Regions from separate parts of the Mus musculus genome. Here region 1 is linked to region 2. The links are chromatin contacts, called in public Hi-C maps. All regions are on one chromosome and are shown on one strand. Each heading gives the region's core, a stretch centred on a gene start, on an enhancer-like site or on the middle of the called end of the contact. The rest is flanking DNA. Distances are from core to core; before and after follow the strand shown. Region 1 has its middle 21 kb from the start of Nedd4. Region 2 overlaps Anxa2 (annexin A2).

Region 1 (5,742 bases), core at 1,515-4,014, 3.2 Mb before region 2:
CAAAAGCATTCTGAAAACTCAGTGACATCTCTGGAGCATCATGAGGACAGGTCTAGAGTTTACAGACAACCCCTCTTGAGACCTCATAACCAAATTAGAAACAGATACACAAGAGTTCCTTCGTGAGACCATTAACAGTGGATCAAGGTGAAGGCTCAGGGGCTTCTGAATCATTCAGACTGTGAACAATGAACACATGCTTGTTGAGACACGAAGCTATTGTTAATATTACCAGACAGCTAAAGGTAATAATCCTCACAGGCCCATGACTGTCAATGTACTGTATACATTTGAACATCTATTCTGCAGTTAAGAATGTTTGCTCTGCAGCCTTTAGGATGTGTTCTTAAGCCAAAGTCATTGGTAATACTGTACAATTTTTATCATTTATTTAAAGATTTATTTTTATTTTTAATTATGTTGGGGGGCGCTATGCATATGAATGCTGGTGCCTGCAGGAGTCAGAGGCAGCTGTTAGCTACCAGATACCAGACATGGAAGTTGGAAATCAACATGGGGCTCTGCAAAGGCAGCAAGAACTCTCAATGACAGAGCTTTCTCTCCAGCCTCATCTGATTTTTTCAAAAATTATGTTTTAACAATTTTGAAAAAGGCATTGGTGTCTTTATCCAAAATAGAATTTTTAATTTTTCCTTTAATTCTGTCAAGTTTTGAGCCATACATCTGCAAGTTCTGGTACCAGGCACATACCCATTTCTGCCTAATACATTCCTGGTGATTTTATTATCATTGTGAAATATTTGAAAATACCTTTCCCTTATTTTAGCAGATTTTAATTGTTTTTGATTTTGTTTTTTTCATGACAGGGTTACTCTTGTGTAGCCCTAACCATCCTAGAATGCTATATGTAGACCAGGCTGGCCTACAGAGTCAGAGATCTACCTGCCTCTGCCTCCTGATAGCTGGGATTAAAGACATGTGCCACACTGCCTGGCTCGTATTCACGTTAATCTTTATCATACCATTTTTGCATCCATTTTCCCCAACCTAGGTATATCATTGAATTTAAGTATGTTTTTTAAAGAGTTGCTTCATAATTTATGTGCATACAGTGTATGCCTCTGTGTTATGTGTACATGTGCCTGCCAAAGCCATAAGAGTGTTGGATCTCCGTGAGCTGGATTTACAGACAGTTGTAAGCCAGCTAATGTGGGTGCTTGTAATTATTACATGATTGGATACAAGTATATTAACTCATGTTTTCCTTCCCTTGTCCTGTCCCCTTTAAAAAGAATTGTTTTGTACTGACTTTTTAATTGTTTCAAGAACTTCAGTTTAAAATTTCTGCTTTTACAGCTCTAGAGTACAACTATGCTTGCATAGCTATGGTGGTGGTGGCACATGCCCTTAAATCCAGCACTTGAGAGACAGAGACAGGCAGTCCTGAGTTCAAGGCCAGCCTAGTCTACAGAAGTAATTTTAGGATAGCCAGAGAAACTGTCAAAAAGAAACAAACAAAAACAAAAAACCTCCAAATTTCTGCTCTTACAAAACCTAAAATTCTTCACATTACTGTTGAAATGTTGATATGATTATGTTTTCTATTTCATACCCTTAATGATTCACTTTGCCTATGCTTTCTACCACACGATCCTTCCATGCAGGGTCACAGCAAACACACACCCTATCCTTTATGCTGTTATTCCCATAAGCATTCCTTTCATCCCTTTTATCTAATATGAATCCGTAAGACAAGGTTGTTGAATCATGATTCCAATGGGCCCTGTATAAGGTTAAGAGCATTTACTGCTCTTGCAAGGGACCCAAGTTTGATTCCCAGCACAAACATGGCAGATCACAGCCAATTATAACTCTAGTTCCAGGAGACTAATATCCTCTTCTGACCTCTATGGACATCAAATGTTCAAACATATACATGAAGACAAAACACCCACACACAAAAATAAAACTTTTAATTAATTAAAAAAAAAAGCATCTGTAGATTCCAGGTATTTATCACTTCTGATGGTCTTTTCCTTTCTCTTCACCAGGAGCTTTAACCTGCTTTAACATTTCTTCTTTAAAAAGATTTAAGTTGTGTGTACATGTGTGCAGTGCCTGTGGAGGCCAGGAGAGGGCGCCAGATCCCCTGGAGTTGGTCACAGGCAGTTCCCAGGGAAACCTCAGTAAAAGCAATACAGGATTGCTGAGCCAACTCTCCAGTCCAGTTGTATATTTCATTGATCGTTTTCCAAATTTAGACACTTATTCTTTAAAAAGATTTTATTTCATTATTTATCTCTCTGGGATGTAGTTCAAACAGACCTTTCTTCTTCATCATCTTCTAATTGGTAAATGATCCCCATTAATCTATGTTCAGTTCATCTTTGTTCTATGTATCCATTCAGAAATCACGGCCAACCAAAGAACTTGAATTTCAATTATATTTTAGTTGTAGAGTTTCCCCGGTATTTTATTATTTATTTATCTATTTATGTCTCTACTTCATTCCTGAGATTTCCAATGTTTTGACTGACAATGAGCATATATTCTTTCTCCCTTTCTTTTTTTCTTTCTTTCCCACCCAGTTTTTGTTTCGTGGAGACAGAGTCTCGCTATGCAGCCCTGGAACTCACTATGTAGACCAGACTAGCCGTGAGTGCCTCCCATCACATTCTGCTCACATATTCCTTATTGATTGACAGTGTGTCCCACTTCCCTTGCTCTTTACAGACCAGGTGACTACATGCTGTACCGTGGACATTGTAAGCTGAGTTACAGAGACTCTGGGTTGTTTTTTTCTGTGTTTATCTATCTTGTTTAGACACTCACTCTCTGCTCAGATCTTCTGACACCAGCTGAGAGGCCAACTCTTTCTCTTCCAGAATCCCCACCACTGCCAGGCTTCCTGCCAATCTCTCATTTCTCCACCAGAGTCCAACCCCTGCTCCAGGTTTTCAGGCTGTGGAGACCACCAACCCCTGCCTCAGGTTGTAATTCTCCCTGGCTGACTAATTCCTCTAAGGGAACCCCGCCACACCACTGGGTCTCTCCCATGTAGCTCCAACCCAGTGCGCCCCGCTCTGCTCACTTGATACTCAGAGCTCCTTTTTCTACTGTAACCAGAGATTATGCTGGTTATTATCTGCTAACGGATTTAGAGAATTAAAATGCTATCAAATTCTGGGGGCAGAACTCAATAGTAAATCTATAACTACAACTGTCTTTAATTTTGCAAATTCATTGATTCAGATACCAAGAAAATAATCAGCCACTTACCCTGTAAGGATCTCACTGTGTACCAAAATTTGCTACTATCACTCAGATTTTCATTTAATCAAAGTTCAAGAAAGAAACTAAGCAATACTGTTTCCTTAAACCCCAAGCTCATGCATTGTTATTTACCTGGCTCCCAAGATGTCTTTCTTGGCCAGGCCTATGCCAGCTATAACCTTCACTCTCACAACTCGTGTGTCATCCTAAAATACAAAAAGGTGTTTTATTTTCATGTCATTACAAGCTATCTAATACAATAGTCACGAGAATACTAAATTCAAAGGAATATTTAAAAGTAAGTAATCTGATTGAAAGCTATATAGAAGAAAATAAAGACAAAATTTACAATTTTTAGATACATTTAATCACACACACAAAAACCAAAGAACTAAAGTCAAGTTATTACACATAGTAATTTAGCTTTCTTTCTTTTTTTTTTTTTTTTTTTTTTTTTAAGATTTTATTTATTATTATAGTAAGTACACTGTAGCTATCTTCAGACACACCAGAAGAGGGAGTCAGATCTTGTTACAGATGGTTGTGAGCCACCATGTGGTTGCTGGGATTTGAACTCTGGACCTTCGGAAGAGCAGTCGGGTGCTCTTACCCACTGAGCCATCTCACCAGCCCCCTAATTTAGCTTTCTTATAATAAACTTTTAATGACAAATTATAACTAAGGAAGTTACCACTGTTGCTGTGTTCATACCATGAAATCAAAAGCTCATAGTCATTTGTAATAACTACAAAGAAAAGGTAGTTTTTAAGTACCATTAAACAGTTTATAAATAACAGTGAACACACTATGATATGTCAAATACCAATGATCTTGCATGTCAACAGTGGAATGAGGTCTCATGGGAGAATTTCCTTGTCTTAAAAGAGATATATCATCTGAGGGTAGCTGGGGGGAGAAGTTGGCAGGGTAAATATGATCACATTACATTGTCTATGGCTAGGTGTGGTGATAAGCCACTTTAACCCCTTGGAGCCAGCACTAGAACAATTCAAGACCAGCGTGGTTTACATAGCAAGTTCCAGGCTAGTCAGGGCTATTATGAGATCCTGCCTCAAAGGAAATTCATTAATTTGGGGGGTTGAGAAATAGCTCAGCAGTTTAAAGCATTAGCTGTTCTTCCAAAGGATCTGGATTCAATTCCTAGCACCTACACGGGGGCTCACAACCATCTCTAAGTCCAGGTCTAAGGTCTGAAGAGGCCCTCTTCCAGTCTCTATGGACACTAGGAATACACACCATATAAAGGCATACATACAAACAAAACACCCATACGCATAAATAAGAATTTAAAAACATACGTTGTGGAGCTCCAGGTACGGATCAGCAGTGAACAGCACGTGCTCCTCTTCCAGGGAATTCGGATTCAACTCCCAGCATCCACATGGAGGCTCACAAGTATCTGTAACATCACTTCCGGGGGATCCGCCACCATCTTCTGTCTTATCCAGGCAAAACTCCCATACCCATAATTTAAAAAAATAAATACATTGTTGTGAAATTCTCAACAAAATAATAAAAATATTATACTTTCTAAAGTGATGAATAACAAAGTATTCAGCAGAAAATGGCACAAATTCTGTAACTTATTCTCAAGTGGCTCAGCAAATAAAAAGTTGGATGTGAGTCTGTGCAAATGTAGGTAATGTCTCCAAGCTGTGGACTACACTGTTGTACGCACTCTTAACCTACAGATTATAAATCGTTTAAATCAAAAAAGGGTAGGTATTCTGGATTCATTTCAGATACTGGGGAAAATATTCCAATAAAAAGCAACCTTGGGGATTTGGCTTAAAAACATTCAGTCCGCCAGGCGGCGCACTTAATCCCAGCACTTGGGAGGCAGAGGCAGGTGGATTTGAGTTCCAGGACAGCTGGGGCTATACAGGGAAATCAAGGCAAGAATTGAAGCAGCTCTCATATATACTCAGTCACGAGCAGAGGCTTGCTGCCCATCAGTCAGCTTTCCTCTTACATTGTTTGGAACCCCTGCCTAAAATGTCTGTAAGACAGTTCAGTATAATGCAAGCTTCCGTAAACTCAGTGCACAGCCTGGTAATACTGTGTTCATTCTCTTTTTATAGACTCATGCTAACTGTGCTGGCTAGTTATATGTGAACTTGACACAGCTATTGTCATGAGAGAAGGAACCTCAATATAGGCAGAAAATGTCCCAAGACTGGACTGTAAACTAGTATTTGTAATTAGTGATTGATGTGAGAGGGCCAGGCAACCTCTATGCTGGTAGACTTGGGTGCTTTAAGGCAGGCTGAGCAAGCAATGAATGACGAGCCAGTAAGTGGGCTCTACAGTAGCTTCTGCCTCCAGGTACCTGCAAAACCTAGAGTTCCTGCTCTAAATCCTTCAATGATGGACCACAATGTGGCCAATGTAAGCTAAGTAAAGCCCTTCCTCCCCACCTCACTGTTGGTCATAGTGTCTCTCAGACAATAAGACACTAAGACAGGTGAGAATAAGTTACTTGAGCTG
Region 2 (5,539 bases), core at 2,667-5,166:
CTTAAGAATAATTCTTATCACAGGGCCAACCTCTCCTGTGACATACGGCAAAACACTGCCACTGGTATTGCCCGATGTGAAAACAGATTTTTTTTGAAAGCATCATTTTTGCTAACGTCACTTGAAGATCTTCGGAAGAGTCACTCAACCATGATAGCTAATGGAAGAGCTGGCGTCTGGTCAAAGATGGTGCAGTTAAAGCGCCTTTCATTGGACCCAGTTACTTGGATTAGTGGAGTGACTGACAGCTCACACAGGTCTGCTTTAAGTCAATAATACCCGACCATAGATACCAGTGAAATCACATAAATCTCAACTAAGTGGATTCTTGACAAAAATAAGATGAACTGATCCAAGTGTTGATAGTTAAAGAAACCTGGGAAAAAATTGGCTTACACATGACCCCAATGGCCCAAAGGCTTGGCAATCTCAGGAATGCTACTATCATCAAAGCTGTTGTTGGCATGAAAGTACACTCTCCTTTTCTTCTTTCTTCTTCTTCTTCTTCTTCTTCTTCTTCTTCTTCTTCTCCTTCTCCTTCTCCTTCTCCTTCTCCTTCTCCTTCTCCTTCTCCTTCTCCTTCTCCTTCTTCTTCTTCTTCTCTCTCTCTCTCTCTCTCTCTCTCTCTCTCTCTAGACAAGGTCTCAGATATCCCACCCTGGCCTTAAACTTCCTTGAGCTTTTGATCCCCCTGCCTCCACTTCTGGAGTGCTAGGATTATTAGCCTGCACCCTGTGCCTGGTGTGTCACGGCACTGACTGGTACCTCCTCTGCAGTACAGCCTGCCTAGGATGCCACTTGAGCTATGCTGATGAACTAAAAAAGAGACAGAGAGAGATTTGACAAATCCTACAGTGGCTCTGGGCTATCAGTTCCAGGGTTCTGGTGGTACTCTATGTGTGAAGGGGCCTCATTCCTAGTGTGTTCTCCAGAAAGGATGACAACCCAACAGGGTGACATACAGCTTCCCCTCATTGAAGATGCCTTACCAAAAAGTACCAGCAGAGGGCAGCCTCAGATTATCCAACATGTCACAAGTACACAGAGAAGGGGCCCTGAGCTTTGCTGTGGCAGACATTTGTCTATCTCTTACATTTGAGTAATATTGGGTAGCTTAGGTGAGCACAAAATCCAAGGACGTTTCTAAACTAGAATTTACTAATTTAACCTCAATTCCCATGTTCAAAATAGCTTTGCAAAATCAAAACTTAGATAACAATATTATGTCCTGCAGAAACTTCCCATTGGATTCAGGTGCCAGTCCCACCCTGATATCGACCCTCACCTGCACTGCATTGCTGATTTTTGGACCAAATCCAAATTTTGGCCCAGCAACGGATTGGGGGGGGGCAGGGGGAAGCCAGAGGAAGCAGCATCCAGGAGGGCATGGGCAGAATCTGCAAGCTTTACTGAACAAAAGCTGTTTTTCTTTCTCCTTAATACCACACATATCCTCCTTAAAAAGGAAGTGTAATCAAGGAAGCAGTTTTCCCAAGAGGCATTCCAATCGCCCAGGTGCCGAGTCTCAGCAGCTGCTAACCATCACTAAGCTGCTAAGCATCAGGAAATTTCTTTGCCGTCGTTAAAAAAGAGAGAGATTGAAATATTTTTGGTTCAAATCCTGACAACTTATAGCATTGGGGGGAAATGACTTCAAATAAGACTCCAACACAACTGACAATCACCTAGTTACACTCAAAAGGCTGTAATTCACAGACGCTAATGGGCAGGTTGACGGATGACACCCCACACGTGTTTACCTTCATGGAAGCTTTTAGTTCCGAAGCATCATACTGGGCAGGTGTCTTCAATAGGCCCAAAATCACCGTCTCCAGGTGGCCAGATAAGGCTGACTTCAGCGCTGACGGGAGCTCCTGTAAAAGGGAGATGTCTCAGAGCTGCTTGGAACCAACGTCCACTCTGGAACCAGCGAGACAGAAATAAGATGGCTCTCTCTGAAAAGCAGGCTGTGTGTGAGTCTTTGACCACTCTGCCGTTTGGGGAGAACTTCCTCGTCCCCTACATCAGACCAGGAGGGCAGAAACCACATGGTAAGGGAATCCACTAACACCCAGGCTGATCACTAGGTAGCTGTAGCTGATAGCTCCTGAGAGGAGAGCTAAGAGTGGAGTCTCAGGGAGATTTCCAAGTCAAGCTGAAAAGAAGTGAGGTAGAAAGACCAGTGGAGTCCTGCAGGTCTATAGAGGTCCCAGGGAAGGCGTTTGTGATGCTGCTCTAGGGTGGGACCTTGTAGCCTGGAGCTAGCTGTGCTAGCGAGGCCGGGGGTGGGGGGGAGGGTGCTGAGCTTTCCCTATGTAAAACACCGCACCTCGCCCTGAGCCATCTCCCATCTCCTCCAGGTTGGGGCGGTGATGAATATGATGTGAACTCCAGCCCCTCAGAGTCCCTTTCAACTTCCTGTTGGACAGTGTCATCATCACGCCACTATCATCATGAACACACAATTTTAATAAAGTCGGAGGTCTGAGGCAGCACTCAGATATGTAGACAGATATCCTTAATTCAGGGTGGCTCTTAAAGATATTTCCTCGGCGACTGGATACTCACCAGCCATGGGAATGGACTAGGCCACAGCTGCACTGAACTGAACTGCATTTATTTTTATGTGGGGTGTGCGTGTTGCATGTGTGTGTGTGTGTGTGTGTGTGTAGGAGCATATGCGGGTTAAGGTCACAGAACAAGCTTAGTTGTCATTCCTCAGGTGCCCTCCACTTTCTGATTGAGATAAGGTCTCTTGTTGGCCTGGAACTTGGCCCTGTAGGCTGGCTGGCCAACAATTTCTGAGGCTCCACAAGCCTCTAAAGGTAACATACAGCAAGTGTCAAGAAAGTCAGACCTGGCATGGATGCGAACAAGCATTAGGCCCAGCCCATTCACCTCCTCCTTCTGGCTGCTGATGCCCTAACCATGCATGGGAGGTAGGAAGGTCTTTCTAAAACAACACATACCAATTATAACACCAGCTTTCCAAATTGGAACCCTGAGGTTAAGTGACTCCCAACTTGGTCTGTCCTTGACACTCCCCCTCCCGCCCCCACCCCCATCTCTGCTCTCACCTCAGGGGACATCTGGGGCACCTACTGGATTTTTCCACTTTGACTTGAATTGCTCAGAATGCCCAGTATAGGACTCAGCACAAATAAAAATCCCAGAAGGGATCAATAGAACAACAACTGTTCTCTGCATAGAGAAACCTTGTGTCTAGCACTAGTTTGAAGGGACAAAGCATAAAATGCAAACTTCCTCCCTGTGTCCCTCTTTTACTAGCTGTGACAGTATCTGCAGCAGCTCACCACCTGGGCAGGGTCCCTCTGTCCCTCTAGACCAGTGGTTCGCAACCTTCCTAGTGCTGCAACCCTTTAATAGGGTTCTTTGTCCTGGTCAGAAAGGCCACGGTGATCCCAGCCACAAAAGTATTTTTGTTGCTACTTCATAACTGTGTGTTTGCTGCTACTCTGAGTCATCAGGTAAACATCTGTTTTCCGGTGGTCTTAGGCGAGTCCTGTGAAAGGGTTGCTCAACCCCTGAAAGAGATCATGACCCACAGACTGTGAACCACTGCTGCAGACCAGTCTTGACAAACAGTGCACCTAAAACAATACTAGGACGTCCTTTTAGAAAATTACCTCAGGCAGTTGCGGCATCTTCCTGTGACAGATAATCACCCTGGACCATTAAGTATCATCAGGGCAGTGGGCTGTCCTTAGCACGCGCTAATGCCTGTGTGTTTGCTGACCCTTCTCATGATTCTAATAATGTGTTTACTCCAACAGGCTCTGCAGGATCTGCGTTCTCCAGCTACCTAACATGAAGCCAAGCTCAGTGTGCACACACAGTTCCAAGGCCACACTGAATGAGCAGTTATTTCCTTCAGTCCAGAATAGTGGATCTCCTGTTCCAACGGGAACTTGGCTCTTGCAGCTCTCAGATCCTTTGGGACAGCCAGAGACATAAAACACTCCCTTCTGAGCCTCACTGCAGAAGATTAACACACGTCATCCCGTGAAAGGAGAATTGTAATGCATGTGGGATGAAGGGAGCTAGCTGCTTTCCCATTTACGTCCTTTCCCAACTGCTTTGGAGCACGGAGGACAGAGCTTCAGCCAGGCTTGACCTGGAACTCCCAGGACCTGGTGGTCACGCCAACTCCAGGGACACACAGTTTCTCCTGGCATTCTTTCAGGTCAATGCTACTGTAGCGGGGAGTGAAAGCCTCAAGTCAGGCGGGAGCCGCATGAGGTCACCCTGATGGCACTGTCCGAATATAAGTCAAAAGCTTTTAATAGCAAAGCGTTAGAGATTAAGTAGCATATCCTTAAAGGTAAAATGTCCTAGTGCTGTGGGAAACTAAGGTGGACAAGACGGGGCCTGCTTTAGCCACGAGTGGACGAGCAAAGGGAAAACACACACAGAAAACTCCATAAACACTAGGAGCGAAGCCTATTGAAGATAGCAGGCTGGACCACAGCACTTCAGCCACGATGAATCTGATAAAGAAGCTGTGTGTGTGTGTGTGTGTGTGTGTGTGTGTGTGTGTGTGTGAGATTTAGAGCTCTCTGAATCAGCTAAATTGACTGTCTGGGGAGCCCCAGGAATCCTATCTAGCGTCCCTAGCACTGGGGTATTTAGCTCTTTTAACGTGGATGCTGAAGATTGAACTCAGATACTCATGCTTGTGTGACAAGCACTTTACCAACAGAGCTGTCTCCCCAGCCCCTCAGTGTAAATGAGAAGCACACGTTAGGACTCACGCCCAGTGGAGGAAACCATTCTGAAATTACATTCACAACATCTGACGAAGAAGCCAGAGAAGCCATGAGAGGAAGTGAGTTGCTACCTAAGCACAGCAATGACAGAGTCAGCACATAACCCGTGGGACCATTGCTTCTCTTCCTTGTCGTCTATTCCAGAATGCCTCCCTCGTGTGTTCCAGGATGTCACCTTTCCATTCTACCTCCCACGGCTGTACCTATGAAAGCAGCAACCCTCTCAAGGATATAAGAGGGAAACCTTGGACATCCAAGAGTTCTAGAAGGATCCTTTTGGTTAAAGAAGATCCACAACTCACAAAAAGAAAAAGTAATGTTGGACGGGGTAGGGGTGGAGAATGGGTTAGCAGGTAATGGTGCTAAATGTAAAAAAAAAAAAAAAAAAAAAAAAAAAAAAAAAAAAAAGCCAGATGTGGTATCCCCAGCATTTCTGTGACAAGATAGAAATTGAAGACAGGGGAATCATCTGGAAGCTTTAGGGCCTGCCACCCTACGGTATGCAGGGCAACACAAACAAGGGACACACACACACACATATTAATTAAGAACAGAACAGGCAATATCTGAGAACATTAACTCAACAAGGCCTGCCCTCCACACTAAGGTTCCAGTACCTTTTTGGTCCTTCTCTGATAGGCGAAGGCAATGTCCTGCCTCTGCACATTGCTGCGGTTTGTCAGGATGTTGACAATGGTGACCTCATCCACTCCTGTGGAGAATCAAGTTATGAACAGTTACCCCACCACACG

The links. Hi-C and Micro-C count contacts between places; a contact is called where the count stands out from the background.
Region 1: a Hi-C map of the STO cell line shows a contact between it and region 2, with 6 times the contacts expected there. The contact joins two enhancer-like sites. A contact is called at or near these places in 1 of 484 Hi-C or Micro-C datasets (the STO cell line) and 1 of 9 other capture datasets (adipose tissue).

The regions. Positions count from the first base shown.
Region 1 is chr9:72,668,928-72,674,669 of GRCm38.p6, reverse strand. It overlaps a transcript of Nedd4 not described here. Among named protein-coding and RNA genes, the nearest start is that of Nedd4, 21 kb to the left of the region's middle. Within about 2 kb of position 2,764, at least 6 of the 459 cell types and tissues checked have an H3K27ac peak or open chromatin away from gene starts, as enhancers often do. A contact at or near this core is called in the STO cell line, where this site is marked.
Region 2 is chr9:69,476,013-69,481,551 of GRCm38.p6, reverse strand. Anxa2 (annexin A2) reads right to left here. Exons shown (of 13, transcript NM_007585.3): 4 at 5,405-5,499; 5 at 1,761-1,874. Among named protein-coding and RNA genes, the nearest start is that of Mir3109, 22 kb to the right of the region's middle. Within about 2 kb of position 3,916, at least 76 of the 459 cell types and tissues checked have an H3K27ac peak or open chromatin away from gene starts, as enhancers often do. A contact at or near this core is called in the STO cell line, where this site is marked.